Linked DNA regions of Rattus norvegicus: region 2 is linked to region 1. The links are chromatin contacts, called in public Hi-C maps. All regions are on one chromosome and are shown on one strand. The core of a region is the stretch at or near the end of the contact, and the rest is flanking DNA. Distances in the headings are between cores, read along the strand shown. Region 1 holds the start of Zfpm1 (zinc finger protein, multitype 1). Region 2 overlaps Snai3 (snail family transcriptional repressor 3).

Region 1 (5,886 bases), core at 907-3,406:
CTCGCCCTCCCCCCTCTCCCACGTTTGAAGTTAATAAATGGAAGCGCTATCGCGGCTGCCATCGGTTGCAAGCCTTATCGGCACGGCACATCTATCTTTGCGCAGAACAAAAGGCGTACAGAGGCGCGGGCAGCTGCAACCCGGCTTTGGTGGGGGCGTGGAGGGCGTCGGCCCCTAGAGCTCAGCCTGCTTCCCCTCCGCAGCCTGAGACCCGCCACAGGTGAGGCCAGGGCAGCAGGCGCGCAGCTGTGAGGGCCTCACGCACGGCCTTGGGTAGAGAGCCCGCGAGCAGACGCCTCCGCTTGGTGACAATCAACATTCGCATCTTAACGCGTTTAGATCTGCTATGGGAGGAGGGGCCCCGGCCACGAGTTGCACAGAGGGCTCAGGGCCCCGCCCCCCAGGCCTGCTCGCCTCTTCTGCTTGAGTCGTGGGGCACTGTGAGGGGATCAGAGGGGCTCTCCTGCACAGTCTCCGTCCTGGATCTCAGAGTGCGGGGTTTCGCTGACCGAAGTGGGTTGGACTCTCTTGGGCTCCCGGGGGCTTATCAGCGCTGGCGATCCGTTCCCAACCAGAGATCTCCCTGCCCTAGCTATCTTCATTTCTCATCAAACTGAAACACACACACGCTCACGCACACACACATACACGCGAGAACAGAACCCGGCAGAGGCGCACAGGCGAGGAAGGGAAAAAGAAACCAGAGAACCAGCACAGATCCGGACCTGTGGGTGGCTTTAATACTTCAGTTGACATGATAGAAGGAGACTTTCGGAAAACAGGTCCAGCTCGCATTTGGGGAGTCGGGTTACCAGAACCCAGATTCCTCCCTGCGTCTACCCCCATCCCCCGCTCCAGACTTGAGTAGTAGGGGTACGCTCACAAGCTAAAATGTACATTGGGTCCTGGTGGCAGTGTCATGTGGGCAGCTCAGGCGCCTGGAGCTGGGAAGCCGGATGCCCAGCCCCCCTCCCGTCACCTCCTGGGCAGCCCAGATGACCTGTCGCTCTCGCCAAAGGGAAGCTCCAGGGAGGAAGCCCCGCGCCCTGCCGGGAGAGGCGCGAAGTTATTATTGGTGTGGCGTGGGGAGGAGCTCTTCCTGTGTGCTTACTCGCTCCTAGAGCAGCCAAGAGGCCCCGCAACCTGGTGGCTCAGAGCTCAAGAGGCTCTTACTGTAGGGGTACGGGTTATGTAGGAGGATAGGGCCTGCCCTGCTCGGGGGAAATGCCCAACGGAGGACCTGCGAGAAACTTGGACTCTCTTGGGAACAACGTTTGAGTCCTGGAGGTCCCAGGATGGTTCCGAATAACCCCTCGGATGCGGGGGTGGAGAGAGAGATGCCCATGGGCATACATCATTTGCCCGTGTAGCGTTGTTAGGGGCAGTTGGTGGGTCGGACACATGTCTCCCAGCAGGCAGAGGTCTGATTGAAAACTCCAGAGCCGGAGCGGATAAAGGGGGTTTGGTCAGCCAGTACCCAGCGCCTGGGTTGCAGCAATCTCCACTACCTATCCCGCTGCCTTGTCACTCTGCAGCCAAAGCGCTGCGGTGGGCGCCCGCCGGTCCCCGCAGCCCCAAGTCCCCCTTACTCCCAGGTCTTTCTCCTTCTGCCTCTAGATACAAACAAAGCCTGGGAGAGTCAAGCGCGCCAGATAAGATCACAATTTCAGCCCGTCCCGACAGAGCGATCTTATCAGGATGGGACTTGCAGAATGGAATATTTTAAACTTTATCTGAGCCCAGATCGGGGCCGCCCTATCGCCGCACCATCTCTGATGCGGGGGAGGTGCAGGCCGCGAGGTGGCCGGGCTCTGCCGGAGCCGCGCCCCCAGCCACTCTCCTTCCGGCTCTCGGGACCCGCCACCCTCTTCGGGGACCGGACCCCCTGGGTGCCCATGCCGAGACGCGGGGGCCCTGCCCGCCAGCAGAGATTAGATTACGGCGCGCTTGGCACTCGGCGCGGGGGGCGCGGCGCGGGGTGAAGGTCGCGGACGCAGCGGGGCTGGGCGGCGGAACAGGGGCGGCGCAGGGCGGCTGTGCGCCAGCGGGGGTCTGGCGGGCACCGCGGGCAAAGTTTGACTCACGCTTGATCTGCCGGGGATTGCTCTGTTTCCTCCTGGACATGTCTCCGGCGCCGTGCGCCCTCGCGGCGGCCGCCTCTAGCCCCTGGCGGGCGGCGGCGGGCGGCAGGGGCGCGGCGGGGTGGCGGGGCGGCTCATGCCCCCGGCCCGTGGGCTCCACGGCTGCCTTGGCCCGCGCCCCCAGCCCGCCGCGCCGCGCGTGGGCCGCCGGCGCCGCCGCGGAGGCCCGAGGCCACGGCCCTGCGCTCGGGCGCGCGGACTGCCCGGCGGGCGGCGGGCTGGTGGCGGCTTCTCTGCTTCGGCGCAGACGCCGCCGCCGCCGCTCAGCTTTTCTCAATGGAACCTGCGAGCCGCGAGCGGCGAACGGGCGGCCGCCGCCAGGGCGCTCCCCGCAGGCTGGCCAGGCGGGCGGGGCTTTCGCGTAGTTGGCGGCGGCCCCGCCCCTCGCCCCGCCCCGTCCGTCCTCTGTGGCCGCGTCTTCTCACCCCGCTGGCCCCGCCCCCCAGACCGCCCTTCCCGCTGGCCCCGCCCTAAACTATTGCTCATCTTTTCTCTCCTTGCACCCGCTTCCGCGTTCTCACCCAGGCTGGGCCGGGCCTTCTTTCCTCGCGCTGGCTCCACCCCTCATCCGTCCTCCTCGTGCGGACTCCGCCCCTTAGCGTATCCTCCTCGCTCTGACCCCGCCCCTCAGCCTATCCTCTTCGCATTGGTCCCGCCCCTCAGGCGTCCCTCCTCACGTTGACCCCGCCCCTCAGCTCGTCCTCCTCACATTGACCCGGTCCTCAGCCATCCTCCTCCTGTCGACCCTGTCCCTCAGCCACTATCACACTGATCCCGCCTATCAGTCGTACTCCCTACATTGCCTCTGCCCCTGATCCGCCCTCACATTTGCTCTTGCTCCGCAGCCGTTCAGCTCATATTGACCCCGTCTCAGGCGGCCCTCCTCACATTGACCCTGTCCCTCATTCTGACCTGTTTGCATTGCCCCTGCCCCTTAGCTACACTCTCATGTGGACTCCGCCCCTTTGCTCGTCCTCTTCACAAGAACACAGTCTCAGCTGTCCTCAAATTGACCCCGCCCCCTTACTCCTCCTTCCCACGGGCCCGCCCCAGCATTTCCTCCCCCAGCTGGCCACGCCTACAACCCCTCCTCTGTGCTGGCCCCGCCCACGCCACCTCCTTCTTTGCTTTCGCCCCGCCCTTCTCCCTGGCCCCGCCTCTGCTCTGTAGTCCTGTGCACAGGCCTTCCCCGCCTCCCACCCAGGCCTTGCCCACGTCTGTCCAATCCTCCCGGCTGGCCCCGGGCCGCGCTGGCCTTGCCCCGAATTCCCACCCTCGGTTCTAGGTAGACCTCTAACCTCCTTCGCTAGTTCCAGTTTCCTGAGGCTATGTCTGCAGACCTGTTTAGGACTTGGAGACCTGTTCTGCCCAGCAGCCCCGCAGCACAGGCCCCTGGCTTGTCTGACTCTGGCCCTCCTTTCTGGAGCTCCGCCCCCATGGTTTAAGTTGTGCTGTCCCTTGAAGCTGTGCCTTTCAGGCAGCCAGCAGTGGGATCCAGATGCCCGAGGCCTGGACACAGAATTGGAGCTGGACTTGGAATGTGACAGAGGCTCTGGTCTAGAAGGAAGGCTTCAGTATGAGACTTGCAACTTCCGATGGCTGTGGCCTCAAGTAGTTCAGTCTTGTGCCTAATTGGGTGGGGGAGGGACCTCAAGTTTTCCCCTCTTGAACTCAGAACTGCCCAGAAATCCAGGAGGAGCCAGAGGTCATTTGGTTGCTTAACCACAGCCGGGGCCACAGTGAACATCTGCCAAGGAGGTGTCCCCCTCAACACCCTGAGCTTTCCCTGCGCTAAGGGCAGGTTCCCAGTGCCCACACAGTGTACTCCAGACCCAGGTCAAGAATGCACCACTTGTTCTTTGAGGATATTGAAACTCGAGACATGCACAAGATCACACAGCTGGGGATGGGGTTATGTCCTCATCTAAATGAAACGACCAAATGGCATCAGTGATGTCTACTGCCTCTCTTCATAGCACACAGGGATACAGAAAGTCTCCACAGAGAAGACACACGGCCCCACCCAAAGAGGTGGACAGTCTTTGGTTGGTACAACTGTCACCATCCCCGTCCCCTTGGAAGTTTGCCAGATGCTAGCTACCGGGCATTCTGGGTATGAGACCTGTTTCCTTCCGGCTTCTGACACTGAGGTCTTTGCAAAGAAGAGAGAGGTGGCTGTCTCTTCCCTGTGACCATGTATGTCTACTCAGCAAAGGCCACTGTGCAGGACTGGCAAGTGGGACAGAATGCTGCCCCCTCTGTTGGTCATACAGAAAACACCAAGGCCAGGATCTTCTCAGAGGAGACATCCTTCTAGAGCTGGGACCCTGTATTTGCTGGGTCTTCTCAGTCTAGAGGCCCCAAGATGCTTATGAACTGGACAAGGCATACTTTGGTCTGTTTTCCTTGGACACTGTATCTTCTTAAGGGAAGGGCACTCTACAGGGGATGGGGCTTAGGAGCTGGGAGTCCTGGGAGGTGGTTAGATGGTTAGAGGCTGCCATGTAGGGTAGGGTGAGAATCTGGGTACTCAGTAAGTAGCACCCAGGCTGGAAGTGCTGGATAAGATCTGTATTGGGTGGAAATTTGAGAGTCATGAGAGAAAACTGTGGTTTTTTTTTTTTTTTTTTGATTAGTAATGTCTGCCTGGGATGCAGGAGGATGAGATGGGATCTCTTTGGGCCTTTCTTTGCCTGACCTGATTTACTTGTATGATGCTATGTATACAGAGCCCAGGTTAGGACAGAAGGACATACTTATCTCAGTCAGCAACATGGAGCCTGCCGGCCAGGACAAGCTACATCCTTTGTGGGGCCCGAAGCAAAGTGAAAATATGGGACCCCGTTTAAAAACGAGTCCAGCATGATGACAGCATACAGCCTCCCATCCGGGGATGTGTCATCCAGGATTCTGTGCCTAGCAGAAGGTCCTGCCACTGTCTGGGCTTCCTCCCCTCCTCTGTCTTCCACCGGCTCCCACTGTGGGCCCCAATTTCTCCTGCTTCTCTCTACTGGGAGAGGCAAGTTCACGACCAGAGTCAGCAGGGAAACAGGATGGCTTCAGCCAAGGGCCTTGTAGTCGATTCTTTGTGGAGCAGGAGGACTCTGCTCAGGGCAGGGAAGCCCTACTGTGGTTGCAGGGACCGAAGTTTTGCTGAGAGGTATCAAGGCTGCCAGCACCCACTCTGGGCACACAGGATGGATGAAGGCTTTACCACTTTCTGAGCCCCCTTCAGAGCTGTCTCGGGTTTTCTCCTGGGAGCCTGAGTAGGTCTCAAAGGGTTATACTACGAAGTGGGTATCTTCCAGGCAGAAAGCAGCAGGGTGGTTCTAGGCACAGGTCCAACTGCCCTGGATCCCCCTCTGTGGTTTTGAAGCGGGGAACCCTGGGAAGGACTTTAGCTTCCTCCTCAGCAACTGGTGCTGGAAGCAGATTCCAGTCACCCAGGGCTCCTCAGACCTCAGTCCCCCTCCCCAGGGGCTCCAGGTTTCTGTCTTGTCTGGCTATGGCTCCTCTGCCTTGGATGGTTCATTGCTTGGTGGGCAGGTTCTGTGATGATTCACCTCCCTGCGCTGGGTTTTGGATTCAAAGTGCATTTTAGAAACGTCTGCTAGACCTTTGGAGAAAGAGGACTCTCAGACTGGAGTACAGGGAGACGGTCTGGTACAGAAGCTGGGAGGCGTGAGCATGTGGCTTTTACTGTCTGACTCCAAAATAGATGTGGGGCACGAGGCTGTGGGCCAGA
Region 2 (5,886 bases), core at 2,138-4,637, 180 kb before region 1:
TTCTGATACTAACAGCGCTGGGGAAGAAATCAACCACTTCCAGGTCATTCGAGGATATGAATTTTATTCATTCATGAGAATCTTACAGACATTTTTACTGTAGGATTTGTTTTTCCCTCGGAGCTGAGGACCAAACCCAGGACCTTGCACTTGCTAGCTCTACCACTGAGCTAAATCCCCAACCCTAACGTTAGTCTTTTTTAATTAGGGAAACTTTATTTTTTGTGAGTGGGTGCAGAGCAGACACATGCATCACAGTGAGAGAGAGAGAGAGAGAGAGAAAGAGAGAGAGAGAGAGAGAGAACGAGAACATGCAGGTAGCTTCCCCTTCATCTTATGGACTGGGGATATAAAGCTCAGGTGGGCAGGCTTGGCTGCAAGCGCTCCACCAGCCAAGCTGTGCTCCTACCCTTTTCCCACCTATTTTTAAATTGTGCCATGAGACTTTTTCCATAGTGGAGCTGTGAACTTTCTTTGTACCTAGGCTAGTTTCTAATCAAACATTTCATTTGGGAATATTCCCTCCCAACCTGTGAACAACCATTTCTACCCAACGCCTTGGCATCAAGGTAGACACAGGGGTAGAGGTCTGTCTCAGCGGGTGTGGAAGAGGAAGCGGATGGAGGGCTGATTGGTGCTTCTGTCTTTGGGAGAACCCGGAATTTGTCTCATATCTGCAGCCTGGTCTCTTGTGTGTGTGTGTGTGTGTCCAGGGGGATGCCAGCAATTTTTTTTTTTGATTAAACACATGAAATTCTGGCCACAAATACAGGAGCCACAGCCAAAGGGGACACAAAGCCAGGACTGGATCTGATGCAGCCACAAGCTGCAGCCACCTGCCTGGCTGGGCGTGTTCGTGCATGAGAACAGGGTAGCAAGTGTGTGCTGTTGAGTGGCCAGGGGTGTGTCCGAGCACAGCACATCATGACACACGCAAGGAGACGCCACAAGGGTGACCCTGCAGTGAGCAGAGGCTGACTGCTCTGTGGGTGGCTGGCTGGTTTTACCAGGTTCTTTTTGTTCTGAGAGCATATGTCTGTGTGGGAGCCCAGGAATGCTAGCTCCAGCTGCTACCCGCTGTCCAGAAGTGAGACTGGGGCTCCTTAGACAAGCTGTCCATACTTAGAGCTAGGAGTCCTGTGAGGAGCTGACTTTTGAGGTCTCCATATGAAGCCCAGGCTGGCTCAGATTTGAAGTCCTCAGACTTAAGACTCCCGAATGCTGGGGTTGGGGATTTAGCTCAGTGGTAGAGCGCTTGCCTAGCAAGTGCAAGGCCCTGGGTTCGGTCCCCAGCTCCAAAAAAAAGAAAAGAAAAAAAAAAAAAAGACTCCCGAATGCTAGGTTTGCAGGTATCTACTCGTGAGCCTGCTCTATGTTTATGTTTGTTTCTGAGCATCGGGGGTCCTGGAAGATGCTTTCCTCATTTTGAACAAGTTCAGGTCACCTTCTAGTGACTGGACTTGTCTAGTTCGTGCATTCTGCAGTCCTTCCCTCCCCTCCCCACCTCTGTGGCCCAGAACAGTGGAGGAAGGTGAGAACTCTGGCTGCTGCACATATGACTGGTTCAGGGTAGGCATCCGTACCTCTGGCTTCCTGCTGGCTGCTGATGTCCCATAAGGCAGGCCAGACTACGGTCAGATAAGTGAACAGAAATTTGAAAGCCTTAGACAAGCTGAGTCTTGGAACCTCACCCCTCACTCTGTGTTGTCTCTCCCCTCTGCCCTTCTAGAAGCTAATGGTTCCTGCTCTGCCTGTGAGGAGCTGGTGGGATCCTGCCACCTGCCAGATAAGGAGGCCTCTTCCAATCCCAGTGACCCTCTGCAGCCTTGGGACAGTACCTCGGCCATTGCCTGCGTCTCCCTGCCTCTTCTGCCCCATCATGGAGAAACTCTGGGAACCTCTGGACCAGAACCCCAGGAAACCAGCTTGGTGGGCCCTCGGGCTGGCCAGGCCCCTAGTGTGACTCTCAAAGACAGCTTCAATCTGCCCCCGGTGTTGGTGCTGCCCACACGATGGCCCCCAATCCTGGGCTCAGACGGAGCTCTAGATGAACACCTCAGGGCTGAGGGAACATCTCGGGTCCCAGGTAGTTTTGAATGCATCCACTGCCATCGGCCATATCAGACTCTGGCTGGCCTGGCCAGGCACCAGCAGCTGCACTGCCACCTGCCGACTGGGTGTGCCTTCACCTGCAGGTACTGTGACAAGGAGTATGCCAGCCTGGGTGCCCTCAAGATGCATATCCGCACCCACACGTTGCCCTGCGTCTGTAAGGTGTGTGGCAAGGCCTTCTCGAGGCCCTGGCTGCTCCAGGGCCACATCCGCACCCATACAGGTAGGAGGGGCAAGGCTGCAATCCCGGGAAAGGATCCAGGTTGGGGGAGGGGCTGGTCTCCTCCTCGGCAGGGTCCTTGCACCTCCTGCAGCTGCTGACACACATCCCCACAGGTAGAGGGCACAGGCATGTCTCCTCAAGGTCCTGAGGTCAGAAACCTGAACTCGAGGCATGGCCAGGCCACATTCTCTGCGAAGGCTTTAGGAAAGATACTTCTTGCCTCTCTGGTCTCCTGGCAGCCGCCCTACTCACTGGGAAATGGCCACATCTGTGTATCTGCCTCTGCCTCTGCTTTCCTAATGCCTTCTCCCCCGTGTGTGTCTCTGCTGTAAGGGGAGGGAGACCCCTGTAAGTCATAGTTAGGATTCACCCAGGTAGCCTCATCTTAACTGTTATCTTTGCAAAGGCCCGATTTCTGCGTAGGGTTGGAAGGGAGCTAAGGAAGCAGGTGTCTCTGAAGGACAACACTGAGAACTGCAGGGCTTCTTCGGAGCCTGTTTGCCCACGTCTGTGGCTTCAGGGCCAGGGAGGTCTGTGAAGGCGGGGAAGCATGGTCACCGTGGAAACTCCCACAAGAAGGGCAGACTCTGGCCTTGGAGAACTGTGACCAGTTAGGGTACAAGTGCCTCTTGCGGGCTGAAGAACCAGACAGACAATTCTCAATGGCCCCCTTCCCTTCCACTTGGGAGGGTTGTCCTGGAAGCCAAGGTCTTTGCAGAAAGATTCTGTCCCAACCCTTGGTGGTGCTGATTGGAGATGGTGCCTGTGTCTAGGAGTATAGCTTACTCCATCCAGTTCGGCCTTCACAGTGGCTCAGTATTACACCTGCCAGTGGCCAGGAAGTGCTAGCAGGGGTGGGGGTTGGGGTAGGGGGGTTTAGGGGGTGGGAGGGCTCCGGCTACTTCTCATGGTCAGAACTGAGCACCTCGGCATTGGCAGAGACATAGCGGCCACACTGCCTTTGCCTCAGAAGATCCTCTGATCCTGCCCTGAGTGACTGTCTGACTGTCCAAAGGGCTCTGACCTTGGGTGCTTGGGCTGTGGTGAGGACAAGGGCAAGTTACTTATTGGCCAATGGTGACATTTCGCCTTTGGCCACCATCTGTGGACTTGTCCTAGCGGTGTCCACTCACCTGACCGCCTTTCTTCCTCCCACAGGTGAGAAGCCTTATACCTGTTCTCACTGCAGCAGGGCCTTTGCTGACCGCTCCAACCTGAGGGCTCATCTGCAGACTCACGCTGGTACCAAGAAGTACAGGTGCGCCTTGTGCCCCAAGGCCTTCTCCCGAATGTCTCTCTTGGTGAGGCACGAGGATGCCGGCTGCTGTCCTGGCCCCTAAGGGGACACAGCAGGGTGGATGGGCCAAGCCTGACAATACTCTCAGTGGTGCTGTCACCCAGGACAGGGCCCAGATCACTGTTGCTTGTGTCCTGCCAGAGCAAAGCCCAGTGGGGCCTTCGGGCAGCTTTCCCTGAGGCCTGTGTTCAGAGGAGACTTATCACCACAAGTCTCACCAAAATAAGAACCAACTGTTCCCGTTTTCAGTTCTGCCTGTCTGCTGGACCTGTTTCAAAAAGGAGCATCTATTGGGAAATAGCTAACATTGGGCAAAAACCACCATGACGCCAATGAACCTGGCCACCTGGGTGCCTTTGTGTGCAACTTGAAATGACGGTTTTTACTTGAGAGCACAGTGTGTGTATAACCTTGAAAAACACAGCTACCTCTCAGCCAGTCTCAGTACCTTTACCTTGGGGTTGGAGACACATTTCCTCCTGCCCCTTATGTACACATATGTGTGTATATACACAAGTACACATACACCCTGGCTCCTCCCCATAAGATGAGGCAGGGCCAGGGGGGATTGGGTTGAAGCCAGGTACCACCTCACCTGTCCTCAGCACTTGTTGTCCAGCTTGGAGCTGGCCTCGATGGCTGGTTAACGTCTCAGGAGAGCAGCTGTGGGTAATAAAGAACCTCCACACTCAGGCCTCCTGTCTTGAGTCTTTACCAAGCCCCTGGATCTATGGAGGAGGCAGAATTCTCCAGGGGCAACAGGATTGGGGATGACTTGGGCCCTCCTGGGCACGGAGCAGACAGGAGACAGAGGGCATTGTGTCAGAGCATCTCAGGTGAGCCTGTGGCCTTTGAGGGAAGAGAAGCTGCATGCAGTGACTTGGTGGACTGTTGCCAGGGCTATACCAGCAGCAGGGTTAAGGGTCCATGAAGGATGCTTGGTTGGGACCAAGGTTGAGAACTGGTAGGGTGGCTATGGCAGCTGAGTAGCGTCCCAAGCCAGCAGAGAGCAGGGCTTGGTTCTTCCAGTAGATCTCACTGACTGGAGTTGGCATTCGGGCAGAGAAAGGAGACCCACAGAACCCGGCAGAGAGGATCCATGACATATTTTTAGGTAACAGTCTATCAGCTGCTCCACTTCTGGCCCAGAACAAAGGACACGAGTCAGCTACCTTTGTCCAGGCCCAGTCATGATGGTTCCCACCTTCTTCTGAGCTTTCCAGGAGCCTGCTAACCCCTCATGTGAGAAAGCCAGCATCCAGGAAAGCTCATCTGGGTACCCTAGCTTCTGGTTTGCAGCTGCTTCAGGCTAGATTGGTAGTGGTCATCTAGCTGTGGTCTGCTGGCCTTCGGGACCTCCCAGAGGAAGCTCGACCTATTTGCTTGGAGATGGTCTCAGTCTGTAGGCCACACTGGCCTTGAGCACACTGCAGTCTTTCTGCCTCAGCCTCCTAAGTGCTGGGTTACAGGCATGAGCGACATAACTTGGCTTAGAAACTTGACCTTGAGATTGGGCTCCTAGACCAGGAGTGACTACAATCAGATAAACACTGTACCCCACTCCTGCAAGGGACAAGGCTACTGACTGACAGCACCAGACCTATGCTGGCTGGTAGAGGGACACACTTGAGGCAGACACACTCATGTTCCCCGCCCGAGACCTCTGTCCCCACTGCACGGGAGGCAGGGAGTGGGCTCAGGGGTACCCTCTAAAGTTCTGGTATCCAGAAGTCCCAGCTCAAAGTGACTGCCAAAGCAGGATGTGGATGTTGTCCTAGTAGGAGTTTCTGTCTCTGCTGTCACACTATGTGTCTCCACAGGACCTTATCTTAGCAACTGCAAAGGCTCACTTCTAAAGGTCTGCAACAGGTTAGGATCATGACACGGATCTGGGGTGGGGACTGCTGTTCAGCCCAAACATATAGCTTGAGAAGTCACTCTACCTCGTCCTCACTCTTAGAGCGAGGTGGGACAGGGTCGGGGAGATCTGATGATTCCTTTTTGAAATCTATACAAGGTCATGGGGTAGTCAGGTATTGGAAATAACTTGAAAGGTTTTGGGTAAGAAGCTCCTTCCCTCCCCCACCCTCTCTTCATCTCTCTGTCAAAGCAAAGGACGGTATCTTGTCCCCAAATGTCTGGTCCTTTTGTAAGCAGGTCAAGATTCCCCTGTCAGAGGGGCCCTCAGAACCCCAACTAACATGAGCCTGGGTTTCTCATGGGAATGTTCTTTTAAAATAGCATCCAGATGCCC

Evidence for each region. Hi-C and Micro-C count contacts between places; a contact is called where the count stands out from the background.
Region 2: a Hi-C map of liver shows a contact between it and region 1, with 2.0 times the contacts expected there. The contact joins the enhancer-like site here to the promoter of Zfpm1 in region 1. A contact is called at or near these places in 3 of 12 Hi-C or Micro-C datasets (liver and prefrontal cortex).

The regions. Positions count from the first base shown.
Region 1 is chr19:67,239,510-67,245,395 of GRCr8, reverse strand. Zfpm1 (zinc finger protein, multitype 1) reads right to left here and starts at 2,156. Exons shown (of 10, transcript NM_001242627.1): 1 at 2,085-2,156. The coding sequence starts at 2,124.
Region 2 is chr19:67,423,757-67,429,642 of GRCr8, reverse strand. It overlaps Snai3 (snail family transcriptional repressor 3), which reads left to right. Exons shown (of 3, transcript NM_001107439.1): 2 at 1,730-2,335; 3 at 3,494-4,332. The coding sequence ends at 3,675. Among named protein-coding and RNA genes, the nearest start is that of Snai3, 5.3 kb to the left of the region's middle. Within about 2 kb of position 3,387, at least 9 of the 93 cell types and tissues checked have an H3K27ac peak or open chromatin away from gene starts, as enhancers often do. A contact at or near this core is called in liver, where this site is marked.